Linked DNA regions of Rattus norvegicus: region 1 is linked to region 2. Evidence: chromatin contacts called from public Hi-C data. All regions are on one chromosome and are shown on one strand. Each heading gives the region's core, a stretch centred on a gene start, on an enhancer-like site or on the middle of the called end of the contact. The rest is flanking DNA. Distances are from core to core; before and after follow the strand shown.

Region 1 (7,368 bases), core at 4,748-7,247, 140 kb after region 2:
ATAATCTACAGAACAATCCTAGAGGCAAGTGCTAAGGCTGTCTCATTTCATCGAGATAATGCTGTGCAGAATGGGGAGAGGAGCTGCTTGACCAAGGTCACATGCTGACAGAAGAGTGGAGCCTGAGGCAAACAAGTGTCTTATTGTTGCTGGGCTTTCTCTAGACCAGAACTTGTAGGAGAGTCACTGGTGACTTTTGCTTGGCAACTGATCTGCAAGAGTCCTCCCTGCCCCCACTTCATATTATGCCAGGGCATTTGATCCCTGACTTTGTTGTATGGATCACAATGTGTGTGTGTGTGTGTGTGTGTGTGTGTGTGTGTGTGTGTGTGTGTGTGTCTGTGCACTATTGTCCTCATCCAAGCAGACACTTCAGACTAGAGGTTGACTTTGGATGTTTTCCTTTATGATGGGCCACATTTTTTGAGACATGGGGCCTCTCGCCGATCCTGGATTTGAGAGTCCATTCTATAGACTGCCCGGTAAGCCTCTGTGTGTCTCCAACACCCAGCACTGGAGTTAGAGATGTGGATGGCCACAGGGATGCTTGCAGTTTTACCTCCAGCTCAGTTTCCCCTTATTCACCTTTTGGCATGTTCCTCTCCACCCACCAGCAGCTCGGGCCCTCATCCGTTTGCTCTGGCCTTCAGCTGCTGAAAGAATGGCCTTACCTTACAGGCTCTAACTCTCGCAGGGCTTCTAAGGGTGCATACCGGGTGCCATCATTTCCTTATGTACAGGAGGGAAGGAGGCTGAGGGGGGGGCTTAACTCAGAGACTCTTAGACTGCCTCAGGCCTGCAGGCCACACTCAGGTGCAGACTTCTGTTCATCTGTCCTTCTGTCTGTCTGAATGAGGCCATGAAGAGAAGGAGCCCCAAGCAGGCCCTACCCCTTCTACCTGAAATGCCCCTCGTCAGGTAACCCCCTCCTTTCAATCAGACACCTGCTGCCTCCCACCTCCAAGAGCACGATGTGAACAATACCAGATTAGAGGTTCCAAGGCAGCCTCAAGGCAGGGCTGCCTGGGACGGATGAATGCATGGCAGCAAACCATGGGGGTGAGGGTAGCGGCTCCTCAAACAGAGTAAAGAAGAAATGGGAATGGATACACAAGCAAAGGCTCACATACTAATTACCTCCGCTGCCAGCCAGGCGCTCAGAAACCTGTGACTCACTCGGATGCTCTTAAATATACTGCGAAACACATACACCCACCCTCCACACACCACACCATACACAACACACACACACACCCCTCATACCACATACACCAAACTCTTCTCTCTCTCATACACTCATCCCCCATCTCCCCCCCCCCACAACACACTGTCTACAGAGGAGCCAGAAGCCCCCAGCAGATGGAGAAACAGTTTCCCCCACCGTTCTGAGTGCTGGCTCCAAAGAGACCATGGAGGACACTATAGGACCTTATTTGTGTGAGCAGGACAAGCACTGCTTCTTTTAGCCCGAGTCTCCCTACCCAAGCACTTCAGAGTCAGATCCCCCTCCCATTTCAGATCCTATCCTGGGGCTGGGGAGTGGTTCAGTGTGCACACGGTCCAGCAGGTGCTGGGTCCTAATCCCAGCCCAGAGCATTGCTAGCCCACTCCAACACTGAGTTGCTCACCTAACCTAGCTTCAGCTTCTTCCTCGTCAAAGTGAGGGTAAGAACAGCACCCATGGGATTGTGGTGAGGACGGAGGTAACTATCAGAAGTGAGATGGGGGCATTCACCTGTAATCCTAGTGTTGGAGAAGCTAAGGCAGGAGGATCTCAAGTTTGAGCCCAGGTTCAAACAGGAGGTGGGGACTGTGGCATGGACAAGTGGATAAAGTGTAGAGCAAGAGTGAAGAGCAGAGTTCAGATCCCCAGCACTCATTTAAAAGTTGGGCTTTGGTATTGGCCAGCCTGTGGCAGGGGGTGGAGGTGGAGATGGATTACCCAGGGCAAGCTGTCTAGCTAGCCTAGCTGAATTGGCATGTTCAGGATTTAGTAAGTGACTCTGCTTCAATAAATAGTGACAAAAAACCCTACAACTTCTGTCAAGTTGTCAACTTCTGGCCCTCCATATGTACATACATCCCATATGCACACACAGGCATAAGCAAACATGAGTGCACAGTCATGTACACACACACACACACACACACACACACACACACACACACACACACACACACTATAGGGTGTAGGACACTAGTTAATGTAAAGAAATGTAAAAGATTGGTAAGTATTCCACTGTCTGCAGGGGTAAGTTCTCCTGCTATGGATTTCCTAGGAGGGGCTGTTGCCATGGAGATGGAATCGTGAGGGGCTCTCCCATCTGTTTATCTATCACTGGGCTCCAGCTTCTCCTATCATATGCTACAGCCAACAGGTCTTTAAGGCGTCAAGCCTTCTGATGGGAACAGGAGTCCTCAGTGTGAGACTCACTGTCAAGGTTGAACTCAGGCCAGTGACCCTGAAACCAGCCAGGGCTAGTAGGTATTCAGAGCCAAAGCTGCTGGAGACCACACACCAGGCCTTCTCCTGGGAGGTAGGATCCCCTCCCTCTGGTTCTACCATAGGGATGGAAAAACAAAATGTCCCAAATTGCCCTGAAACCCTTCTGACCAGGATCAACCCTTGGCTACCAGCAGGGTTCCAAAGAGACCATTCTTCCTGCTATGCCAGGCAGGCAGAATCTGAACCAGTGTATAGGTGGTGGGGGAAAAAAGACAAACGAGCAAATAGGGGTTGGGGACAGGGGTTGGGGGTGGGGGTGGGGGAGGTACAGAGAGTTTTCCCAGCCCCAGTTTACTTCATGGTTCAGGTCCCGTCTGAATACCTGCCACAGTTTACTCTCCTCAGACTCCAAGATCTCAACGGAATGGCAGTCCAATAGAACTGTGTGGCGTTGGTGTTACTTAAGTTCTCTGAACCTTGGCCCTTCCTCTGTAAGGTGAAGATGGCTGTGCTAGTAGCATGAGGTCCGTGTGGAAAGTCCTCTGCACAGAGGAAGTAGGGGTGCTGGCTGGCTAAGAAGGCACTCAAGAGTCCCATTGCCCTGTTGGGACCATGAAGGCAACGAGGACAAGCCACCTGGCCAGAGGCTTCACAGAATCTAATGACCAGGTTAGGACACACTTTTCCCAGCTTCCGACCTCAGGGCCTTTCCACTGCATCCCAGTCCTGGCCCCATGTCTGGCAGAAGTCCAAGTTGAGGCTGGAAGGCAGTCTCTCTTGAACCCCAGCATTACACTCCGTCCAGTCTTACTCCCCTGGAACCCGGGTGTGTTTCCTGCTTGCTAGTTTAAACTGTTACAAGGTTTCCTGACATTAAATTCTTTCCCAGACTCAAACTGTCTCTGTCTGCCTCTGATATCTTTTCCAAGTTACAAAGTGTCATCATCTTCACTGCCTTGTGCTGACTAGACTCGGGCCTCTTTGGGGCTCTCAACTCTACAGACCCTTTTAGTTTAGTAACTTAGGGCAGCAGGAACATCAGCTGTTCAAGCCATGAATATGCAAAGCAGCCTTGGGGCCTGTAAATAAAAGCAACCATTTAAATGCAAATTGCAGCCTAGGCTGCCTGAACCTCAGTCTAGGATCCTTGGTGCAGTTCTGAGGCAAAAGCGTGACTAACTGGGAATCCCCAGCAAGCTCAATGCTGAAACAGAGGTCTTGTACCCCAGGTGGGGGGCTCCCTAGGGTAGATCAGAACTGTCTAGAAGCAGGAGGTGGATATTAAGAAACCCAAGCCACCCCTTCAATTAGCTCACATGGCTCTCTGGGGCTTAAAGCAGTGCTCCAGGCTGGATCCACAGCCCAGACTCCCTGAACCACACAGCATCCCTGCAAGCAGAGAGAAGGGAGGTGCCGTCTATCTGTCTCCTTGTGGAGGTCAATGAAGCTTTTACAATCGCACCCTGTTGGACTAGAGAACCCTCCAAGGGTTCAGTGGCTCCTAACAGAATAAATTCTAAATATCTTCCCATGGCTCCAAAGACCAGGATCTGTCCAGTGCCTTCCATCCCCCCTCTCTTACCCCTAAATCCACCTATGCACTCAGCTACAATGACCTTTGTGTCTGTTCCTCCAAATTATTCTCATCTCCAACCTTCTCCGGCCTGGATGCCCTCCCCTGTCTCAAATCGCCCCTTTCAGTGGAGGCCCCCTTCTTGCTGGGTCCACTAAAAAACGCCACTCATAAATCCTGGTCACTTTATTTTCCAGGCTGCCCTGTCCCAGCAGGTGTAGTATGAGGTGGTATTTATTTCCTCCATTAGAGTTTCTTCATCTACTTCTCTGCACACTTCCTTGCCCCCCAAATCTAGATCTACTCATTTTATACAAGATATTTCCTTAGCAGTCGGTTATGTATACACCACATGTGTTGAAAACAAACAAACGAACAAACAAACAAACCAATAAAGATTAGAGTCTATCTTTATAAAGAAAGTCCTCTTCTTGGCTGCCTGGGCCCCAAACTTTTAACTCCTTCCCATCCCCTCTTCTCCTCTTCCTACCCTTTTTAGACTTAGACGCGAAGGGATCAGGGAAACAATGTTCATAGCCCAGATAGAAAACCAGCCTGGAGGAGGGTTTCCAACCAACAGATGCAAATTTGCATTCTATTTACATGTCATTTGCATGCAGTTTAACTCCAAGTGCGGTTATTCCCAAAGCTCTGAGTGCCCACCGAAGAAACTTAGGAAATAACGTTCTGAAGTGCTGTGTGTGGAGGGTGTGCTTGGCCTCTCCTGCATTCTCGTCTTTGTGGGTACCCCCGGAGCTTTCTGGACGCTGTTCAGGTGCCCCCACCCCGGCGCAGTCGGGCGGCCGATGCGGCGCGTGTGCTGGGGCCCCAGGCGGGGACGATGGTGCCCGCCACACTCCCCGGGCCTTTGTCCCTCTTCCAAAGAGCCGCCCCTTTGGCGAACAGAAGAAGGGGAGAACTGGCTAGGCGTGGGTCTGACTGAGCAAGAACAGGGGAATGAGCCCTCTGTTCTGGGGGCGTCCTCTGGGGCAAGGTCGGTGGGCCGATCCGAAGCTGTTTAAACAGCTACCTCCAGCCAAGGAGGGGTGCGGGATCCTTGTCTGGGCTCATCTCTCCCTCTGGGCCCATGAAATGTGTGGGGTCCTATGGGCTTCAAGCCTCAGTCCGCTAGAAGGGGGAGGGGGCGATTCTCTGAGTAGTCCTTACCCCTAGCCTGGCTGCTTTCCTCAGAGGCTCAAATGCCCTCGCCTGGGATAGAAATTCTTCCGCTTCACGGTAATCAGCGGTCCCTGCATTTCCAGCCCACTATTTGTCCCCCAGCTTCAGATTTCCTCCCCGTGGTGCCTGCCCTCTCGCGCCTTTTTCCAAGAGTGCGGAGCCACTGCGGGCTGCAAGCTGGGTCCCCCAGACCCTGCGGCAGGTGAGGTTTCACGTCTCCAAAGGCCATGTCTGCGTAGTTCAGGACCAGCATCCTGGCTGCCCTAGCACCCAACTAACCGCCAGGCCCCTGGAACCTGCCTGCGATGCCCCTCACAGGGGTCACTAGCACAGGACCGGATTCCCCTTTATTCCCTGCTGCCTGTAGCCTGTCGTCACCCGGGACCATGCCCAGAGCCTTGGCTTCTACCGTGGATCCCCTACCAGATAAAGGTTCCCAAACCCCTGCCCTCTGTCGGTCCTCTGCGGCTCTTTTCCCGCCGCACTGTGTCAACCCTCACTTGAACCCCATAGCTTCTCCTGCTGATGTACCCCGAGGAGGGAGAACAGAAAAAGCAAGAGCCGGGATCCTCTCCGGAGCTTCTCAAATCCACGGCGGGAAAAGTTTCTGGGGTCCCTGCGGCGCCCTCCCCTTGACCGCGCTAGCTGGTACTCACCGACCCTCGCGTCCCCGCAGCGCCGACGCTTCTGCTGGCCCTGGGCCCAAGTCACATCTCTGCAACGCGCCCGCGGCCCCCGCTCTGCGCGCACGCCCGCCAGCCGAGCCCGCCTCACTGCATCGCCCTTCCGAGCTGCGGCCGCGCGAGGCGCCCCCTGGCCCGGCCCGCGCTGCAGCAGCCACGGCCCCGCCCCTCCGATAGGCTCCGCCCCATCAGGCCCCGCCCCGGCCGGTCTGCAGCTCTGCTCAACCTAGGACCGGAGCCGCAGCTAGCCCGCAACCCCAGGCGCCTGTTGTTCAGAGCGCTAAGACGCCTTTCTCATCCAAACCTCCGGTGTCCCAAATTCGAGGAAATCTCCCTGTTAAGGGTCCAGACGCACAGTTGCTCAGATTGATCTGTTTGTAGAAACATCCTCAGCCACATACGACGCAATATTCCCGTGGGGGTCCTAGAGTGGCACTCCCCAAACAGTAGGTCCTGGACTCAGACAAGGTCTCACTGCATGCGTTCTAAAGTCACCAAAGCCTCGCTGTGATGCCCTTAGGCAGGTCCCCGCCGAGCACATTCTCTATCCTCTTCCACCCCGCTCCAGCCCGCCCTTTTTAAGCACACTGAACCCAGCACCGGTATCCTTGGCCATCCCAAATGTGAACGTCACCACGGTGACCTCCTCATATTGGTCCGTGTATATGATCGCCACCATCTCTCACACGTCATTCACATACGCACACATCTGCCACTCTCTTAGGCACAGATACCCAGAGAGACCAGATTCTGGCTGTGCTTTGCACTTACGCTCAGGGCACAGATACCGCCAGTGACCATAGAGCAGGCATCGGACATATATGCAGGAGGGGGGTCTAGGACATCCATCACCTCTGAGGTCAGCACTATCTAGATTAGGTTAGGGAGACTGTGCTTCGGCATCCCCTGTAGCAAGCTGGTAGTCTCAGATCGTTCTTCGCCTTTTCTTAGTCTCTCAAAGTCCTTTTATCTCTTTCTTCAAGTCGGTTTTCTTCGGGTCAGGCCACATACAGCTTGGTCATGCGTCTCTGAATATTTTTTTCTTTTTAAGGACACATAAAAGGGACGTGCTCCTAGGACACAGCCCTTACCCTATGCTTGCCGAGATGTCTCCTTACCAGAAACAGGGCTTGGTACACAGTAGGCATTCATTAAATGTTTTGCAGGACAAGGTCTTCCCAAGCCGGTACTGGTCAGACTCCGGACCTGGAACGTGGATGGGCACTGCCCCCTGGTGGTGCTTTGAGGAACTGACGCCGACAGCTTCTAAACTTTTGCCTTCCTAAGTCTTCCAGGCCTCAACTGTATAACCCAGACTATTTTAAAATGTGACCACTGGGGTACACCTGGAACACATTGTAAAGTTCTCCGCACAGGCATCTGGCCGTGAAAAGTCCCATTCAGTGTTGGGTGAGAAACTTCTGGGTCCATGTCCCAGTGGTTCAACTACTGTCATTTCCAGGGTCAGACAGCATCCCAGAGGAGCT
Region 2 (6,716 bases), core at 1,313-3,812:
CCCAGGTACTCATCCAAGTGTGTGCTACAGGACTTTTTTTTCTTCTTTCTCTTGCCCAGTGACATCTCAGGGACCTGCACCTCACCCACATTGTTAAAAGGGGATGTAGCCCTTGGAGGAGAAACATCTATGAAGTAATCATTATTGTTTAAGACTGAGTACTGAGTCTCTGGTTCTGAGACATTTGCCACCTTCTTTTTCTTCTTCTTCTTTTTCTTCTTCTCTGGGAGCCGTGGGCCCAGGTCTTCTTTCTGAGTCTTGTTGACCATTACTGAAAAGAAAACCAGAAATAATGCAGTTTATCATTCTACCCAGTCCCAGCCTGTGGTCCCAAAGAAAGGGAAAACAGCTCCCATTCCTTGGGAGCACGAGGAAAGACGGTTAAATGGCAGGAAGTGTAAATGCAGATGGCCCTATATTCAACCCAAAGTCCTCACTCAGCCTACCTCTGGGAATGCCAGTTTCCTTTTCTAGGAGGAAAGAACACATCCATCCTCAAAGAGGTACAAGAGACACTAGAGAAAAGGCTTTGAGCATCTGATTCCTTGTCCACCATCTCCCTGAAACCTCCAGATCTAAATTCAACATATATCCACCAAGCACCTCCCCAAGCCATCACTGCAAGTAGCAGCTGCAATTGAGACTTTCTTTTTAACCAGATGAAGCAGAAACTGCAAGCAGACTTCCACCAGATCCAATACATGGCACAGTGAATGGTCAACCCCTTCCTCATAGTGCTCCTGCTCTAGGTCTAGAAAGGAACGCCCTGTTCCCCAACCTTTACCATCCCAAGCTACCTAAACAACGTGGCAAGGTGAGACAAGCCCCAGCCAGTACTCCAAACACGGGAAAAATGGAAACACCAGTATATTCTTCCTTTGTTTTATACCCTTGGCTTCTCTGGATTCTAGTTTTATCTTCCATACAAAGGTTGAATCAGAAGGTACACGAGTTGGGCTGCCTCTGTCTACAAGACAGTTCCAAGTACTGTCTTCAATTTCAAAGTGAGTGCTGGGCAGTAGTAAGTGGCAATTACACATGGAAGCCTTCATTACCTAGCTCTCCTCAGGAGAACAGAAGTACTTACGACAGACAAGTGGCTGGGGATCCGATATATGGCCTTCACTACGGTCACCAGTACAGCTTTGTTACTCCTTGGACTAGAGACAAAAAATGGGAGGCTTCGAAGGGAAGAGGTGGAAATTAGGAGTCCAGGAGCTTCTCTGTCTTGCACCCCTCCTTGGCTTCAGAGCTAACATTTTCCACAAAGGATTCAGCTTACTCCTGGCAGGCTTGAGTTATACAGTTCAAGTCCATTCACAGCTTGCTTCAGGAGCACATAGGAGAGTCCTGAGCCCTCCCCCACCAATCATTAATCAAGAAAATGCCCCCACAGACATGCCTATAGACCAATTTTATTGGGGCATTTTTTTTCAACTGGAGTTCCTCTTCCCAAATAACTCTAGCTTGTGTCAAGATGACATACCATTAGTATCAAGTTGCCAAGAAAATGTTTGAACAATGGTTTTCCAGCTTGACCAATAGGATAGTAGAGTCAACCCTTGAGGCAGAAGTGGAGTGTGGTTGGGCAGCCGGATGAAACCAGCTGCCTTGGTCAAACTCACCGAACAGGTAGGTGTACATAATGGTCTGAGGCAAGGGACTGACTCTGGCCAACATGGATGATATAAGGGACGGTCATTAGGAAACCGACTGGACCTCAAGACAGACTGACTTTTAGAGGACAGAGAAAGGGGACTCACAAAGGGGAGAAAGATACAAGTCCTGAGAGGATAGTGCCAAGTAAGTCCAAGATTCTACAGGATTGGGGACAGTGATCGAGAGAAATAACCCGGACAAAAATGTCCTAGGCGTCAGCTTAACCCACTTCTTGGCTCTGCCACTCAGCCAACACCAACATCCTCTTTTCCATCCCTGTAACTGAGAAATGGAACCAAACCTACATCACCTGCAAACACATGCTTTTTTCAAAAAGGGTTTGTTTTTGAGACAGAGTTTTACTACACGGCCCGGGTGGTCTGCAGCGCGTGTTCCTCCTGCCTCAGCATCTCGCGTGCCGGGGTAATAGACGTGGGCCACTATGCCCGGTGTTAAGACACTTTTAAAATCTCGCGGTAGCCACGGATAGGGTTAGTGTGACCAATAAACCTCACAGCCCTCAAAGACGTTAATTTACTAGGTCTCAAAGCCAGCAAGGTGCAAAACACGGACTCGAGCCCAGAGGAACGTGTCCTGTCCTCACCAACCGCAGGCTGCTTCCTAGCCAGGATTATCCCTAGGCCTACTCCAAGGCGGGAAGGCTTGGAGAGAAACCGAGGGCTGCGGGCGAGTTTGGGGTGACTGATGTTTGCTTTTTCCTCTCCCCCAGCATGTAGGCCCTTCTCCCGGCCCGCACCAGACACCCGCACTCACCTGGTCTATTAGCAGGCCAAGCATCCCCACGTGAGCACCCGCGCAGCCGCGACCCGGAAGTCAGCTTCGAATTTCTGGCCCGCCCCCTCGAAATCGTTCTCCTTCCGGGTCGCAGCTTCGCGGCGCCCTGGGTTGCTGTAGAAACGGCGTCCATGGCCGTGCCTAGACAAGCATCCAGCCTCAGCGTGCTGCGTGAGGAGACGGGAGGCGCTGCGGACTCGCCGGTCACTACACGAATGCCCGGGCTCGCAGGGTCGCCTGGGTCCCCCGAAGTTCTCGTGTTACCCGCGCAGGTCGCCGAGCCTCCGGGGAAGAACCTGTGGGAGCAGATCTGCGAGGGTAGGCGGCCGCGGCTGGCCGGACCCGGCGGGACGCGGGCGGGATCTGCGGGAACGCGCGTTCCTAGCCTCTGTGCGCCAGGCGGGTGACGCGAGCCGGTGCACTAGCCGAGCCTTCGACCCACACGTGGAGAAACAGGCTGGTGTGTGTCTTGGATTTCGGTGTGACCACAGACAACAGGCCTGCAGAAGGAAACCGAGTCAGAGTGTTGCGTGGTGTGGAGCTTCGCGGTGAGCTTCAGGGTAGAGACCGGGACTGCCCGCAGATCGTCCGAGAGGAATCAGGGAATAAATGAACTCTGTAGATAGGCTCCGGTAATTCCAGTGTAGGACCACTCAGGAAGTATTTTGGTGTGGACAAGTAGATTTTGATATCTTCTTGCCCCCAAGCCTTTCTAGGTTCCGACAAACCCTGGCTAGATCACTTGTTCCTTTGTAGTCCTTGAACCTTGCTCATAGGGTCTTGTAATAGTCTTACAGTGGGCATAACAATGGTACCTATGTCGTGGTGTTAGGAGGTAGAACCACGTAGTCACAGATCCTTGGTTACAGGAAGAGTTTAGTCCTTCATTCCAAAGCCTTCAGCTCTCAAAGTCAGAGACACAGATTTATTCATAATACGTCCAGCTGTCTGTTCCTTCTCCCTTTTCCTCTCTTGTTTTTGTGGACTGCAGACTGGTCGCAAGCTCAGAATCCTGCCTCAGCCTGGATTTCAACTACTGGAAGATTTTCATTCTTGTTGCATTAGCTTTCCAATACAGCACTAAATAGAATCAATAATAACCTGTGGTGTTAAATATGTTTAGGTTGTGATTTGGGACTAGCAGAGTCGAAGAAACAAATATCTTATTTCACTTAATTTTGATAAATTTAAATAGCAAATATACAGCTACTTTATGAAACAGTAAAAGTTTAATGAATGGAAACAGTGAATTTGCCAGTGTACTAAGTACTAAGGGAAGAGAGGTGACTTGGAAGAAATGGAGAGTTCAGAGGAAGGAGAGAGTAGAGTAAGTTAATACTCCTACACCACAGGGCTTGCTTTCCTTCTTCACTGCAACATTTGCTTTGGAGGACAGGTTTCATCCTGATGTTCTTGTAAGTTCCACCCTCAGGGTTCTTACCTGAGGAACTAATTTACAGCAATATTTGGATGTATATATATTTACTGTCTTTTAACCAGAGAATTCATTTTTCCAAGCCACTAGAGCTTCATAGTACAGTTCATTGTACAGTTTGATACTTTTCTCACTGCTGTGAAAAGTATCTGACAAAAGCAACTCAGGGCCTTATGTTGGCTCACAGTTTGAGGGTATAGTACATCATCCCAGTGGGAGCTCCTGGTCCACAACTAGGAAGCAGAGAGAGATGGTTTCTGGGGCTCAATTCATTTTTATTCAGTTCAGGACCCCCAGCTCGCAGCAGTGGTGCTGCTTAATCAAGTTGGCAATATCACAAGTAGTTTTGGAGAAGGTGCTCTTTGTGGGGGATAATTCCTACCTCACAAGGCTATAGTGGGAACCAAATGAGAATGTCTGAGAAGATGCTCTGGATTTTGAAAGACTCAAGACATGGTCATAAATATTGATAAAAAAACTTGTCTTCTGTTGTGGAGTCAGTTTCTGTGGGGTGTGTCATGTGTGGGTAAAAGCAAGGACAGGGAGTTTTGGTGCTCTCTGAAAAGCAAGAGAATTGATGCCACTTGTTTACAAAATAATAGCTGTTGAGCAATGAGGTAAGGGTGACTGACTGAATGTTTATACAAGGCTACCGCAATGTCGACCTAGATGACTCTCCTAGTTATTCTTCTGTTGCTGTGATGAAACACTGACCAAAGGCACCATGGGGAGGAAAGGATTTATTTCAGTTCACAGGTTCTAGTCTACAGTTGAGGAACACCAACACAGGGACTCAGAGAAAGAACCTGGAGTAGCCACCATGAAAGAAATACTACTTACTGGCTGGCTCCCCTGGCTCTTACTAAGCCAGTTTTTCTTACATAACCCAGGACCACCTTCCCAGTGCTTGTACTGCCCACATCAATGAACAGTCAAGAAAACACCCACCGAGATGCCCACACAGGCCAGTAGGTTTGAAGCAGTCCACCAGTCGGGATTCCCTTGGATAACTCTGGTCTGTGTCAAGTTGACAGCTGAAGCTAACTGGAAGAATGAATAATCTAATTCTTACACCTAGAAGCATAGGTTTGTACAGTAAGCCTGTAGGAAGTATGTTCAGCTTCTCAGAGAAAGTATGATGCTGGGTGTATAATGTACATCTTTAAGCCTGGCACGTGAGGAGCCGACGCTGGAAGACCCAGAGTTTGAGGCCATCCTGGGCTACATAGACTCTCTCCAAAGAGGCAAGAAAAAGGGCAGGGAGAAAAAAAAAGTGTATATGCTTTCTGGTAATTTTATCCCTGAAGTTATTACACTCTATTAGGAAAAAACTATTAAAAAATTATCACAGCCAGTAGGCCTGACAGAAACTCAATTTCATGAAAGCAAGGCATAGCATCAGTAAGTGTCTAACTTAACTCCTTTCTCCTCCCTGGTTCATGCTGCTGCTGTGTGTGTACCTGCCTGCCTATCCGATAACTTATTTATAGATGTTCTTCATGATGAAGGACATTTTAGCAACGACCAAAGCCTTTGTATCCTCAACATTGTTTGTATCAGTATTAATAATAAACTTCCTTCCAGTCCTTCTAATTAAATCGTAGAGTGGTTTGCGATGTTAATGGTTTTAAACATTAGAGGCTCCTTGTTTCCTAGTTTCACACTGCTGTGATTACTGCTATCAATCTCCTCTTGCTGTCCTTGGCTCATCAATTAATCACTCTCCAGCTCAGGAGCCCTGATGTTGTTAGAAAGTAGGTCCTTCATCCACTGATCAGATCCCAGCATGGGTCAACTCTGAATGAATTCTTCTTCCTCTAGCAGACCAACTGAGCAAGCCAGGGAAAATGACATCAACCAGCTCTGGGGTCTGCTCATCAATCAATGTTCATCAACATCTTCTCTCACCTCCCACATCTACTGGTCCGAGTTTCAGCCCAAATAAATAGTCCTGCCACTTAGCACAGGACACATTTACTGAGAAGATGCCCGCAGTTGGGAGTGGGCAAGAAATCCAACTTCTTTATACCAACACACATTTAACACATATCTTTAACCTCTCAGTACTTGGAAGGTGATCTGTGTAAGTCTGAGGCCATCCTGGTCTACAGAGCAAGCCCCAAGCCAGCCAGGCCAACATAGTTAGACCCTGTCTGCAAACAAAAAACACCAACACGCACTCGATCCATAAACACAGGAAGGCATGTCTTGCTACTCATGGCCCAGTGCTCTCTCTGGGCTTTGGTCTTGTTATTCTCAGGACTCAGTCTATCACTTCCTCCTCTCCATGTTGCCATATTTCACATCTCTGCTAGCTTTTCTCTTCACACACCCTGATCTGTGATCACAGGAGACAGCCCGATTTTGAGTCCATCTTCCACCTTTTCTTTGTTCGTTAAGTCAGGCTTCTTGAAGGTACACAGTACCTCTTTCACACCACTTCCATACCCACTGCCTTTTCAACCCAGAGTAGAGTAGCCTCCACCCTACTTCCCTAGGTGATAGTTCCCCTGTCTCAGTCACAAGTATCTACTGATGCTGGAAACTTCCATATTGGGTCACACATGACTCAGTATTAAACACCACTGGCTTAACCTTCCACCTCAGGGAATGCACCACTTTTTATTCAGATAGATACCCAGTCCATAAGTACAGTTTATCTTAACTGCCTCCATTGCCATGAACCCTAAATTCATTCAGCACCCCTTGAATGCTATATAAAATGATATCCATTCCTACCATGTTCCTGCATGACCTTCACTTGGACCTGACTGGAACAATGAGGGATTGAAGAAAAGACAGAGGTAGGACATTCTGGGCTCTCTGC

Evidence for each region. A called contact is a pair of places that touch in the nucleus more often than the background predicts.
Region 1: a contact with region 2 is called in a Hi-C map of prefrontal cortex, with 5 times the contacts expected there. The contact joins the promoter of Gprc5b here to the promoter of Iqck in region 2. A contact is called at or near these places in 6 of 12 Hi-C or Micro-C datasets (Schwann cells, frontal cortex, kidney and 3 more) and 1 of 1 datasets of contacts at active chromatin or transcription factors (oligodendrocytes).

What each region holds. Positions count from the first base shown.
Region 1 is chr1:182,766,279-182,773,646 of GRCr8, forward strand. It overlaps Gprc5b (G protein-coupled receptor, class C, group 5, member B), which reads right to left and starts at 5,998. Exons shown (of 4, transcript NM_001398762.1): 1 at 5,855-5,998. It overlaps LOC102550985 (a long non-coding RNA gene), which reads left to right. Exons shown (of 5, transcript XR_010063143.1): 2 at 1-2,537.
Region 2 is chr1:182,628,116-182,634,831 of GRCr8, forward strand. Iqck (IQ motif containing K) reads left to right here and starts at 2,563. Exons shown (of 9, transcript NM_001401714.1): 1 at 2,563-2,772. The coding sequence starts at 2,586. It overlaps Knop1 (lysine-rich nucleolar protein 1), which reads right to left and starts at 2,495. Exons shown (of 5, transcript NM_001399775.1): 1 at 2,434-2,495; 2 at 1-271. The coding sequence starts at 269.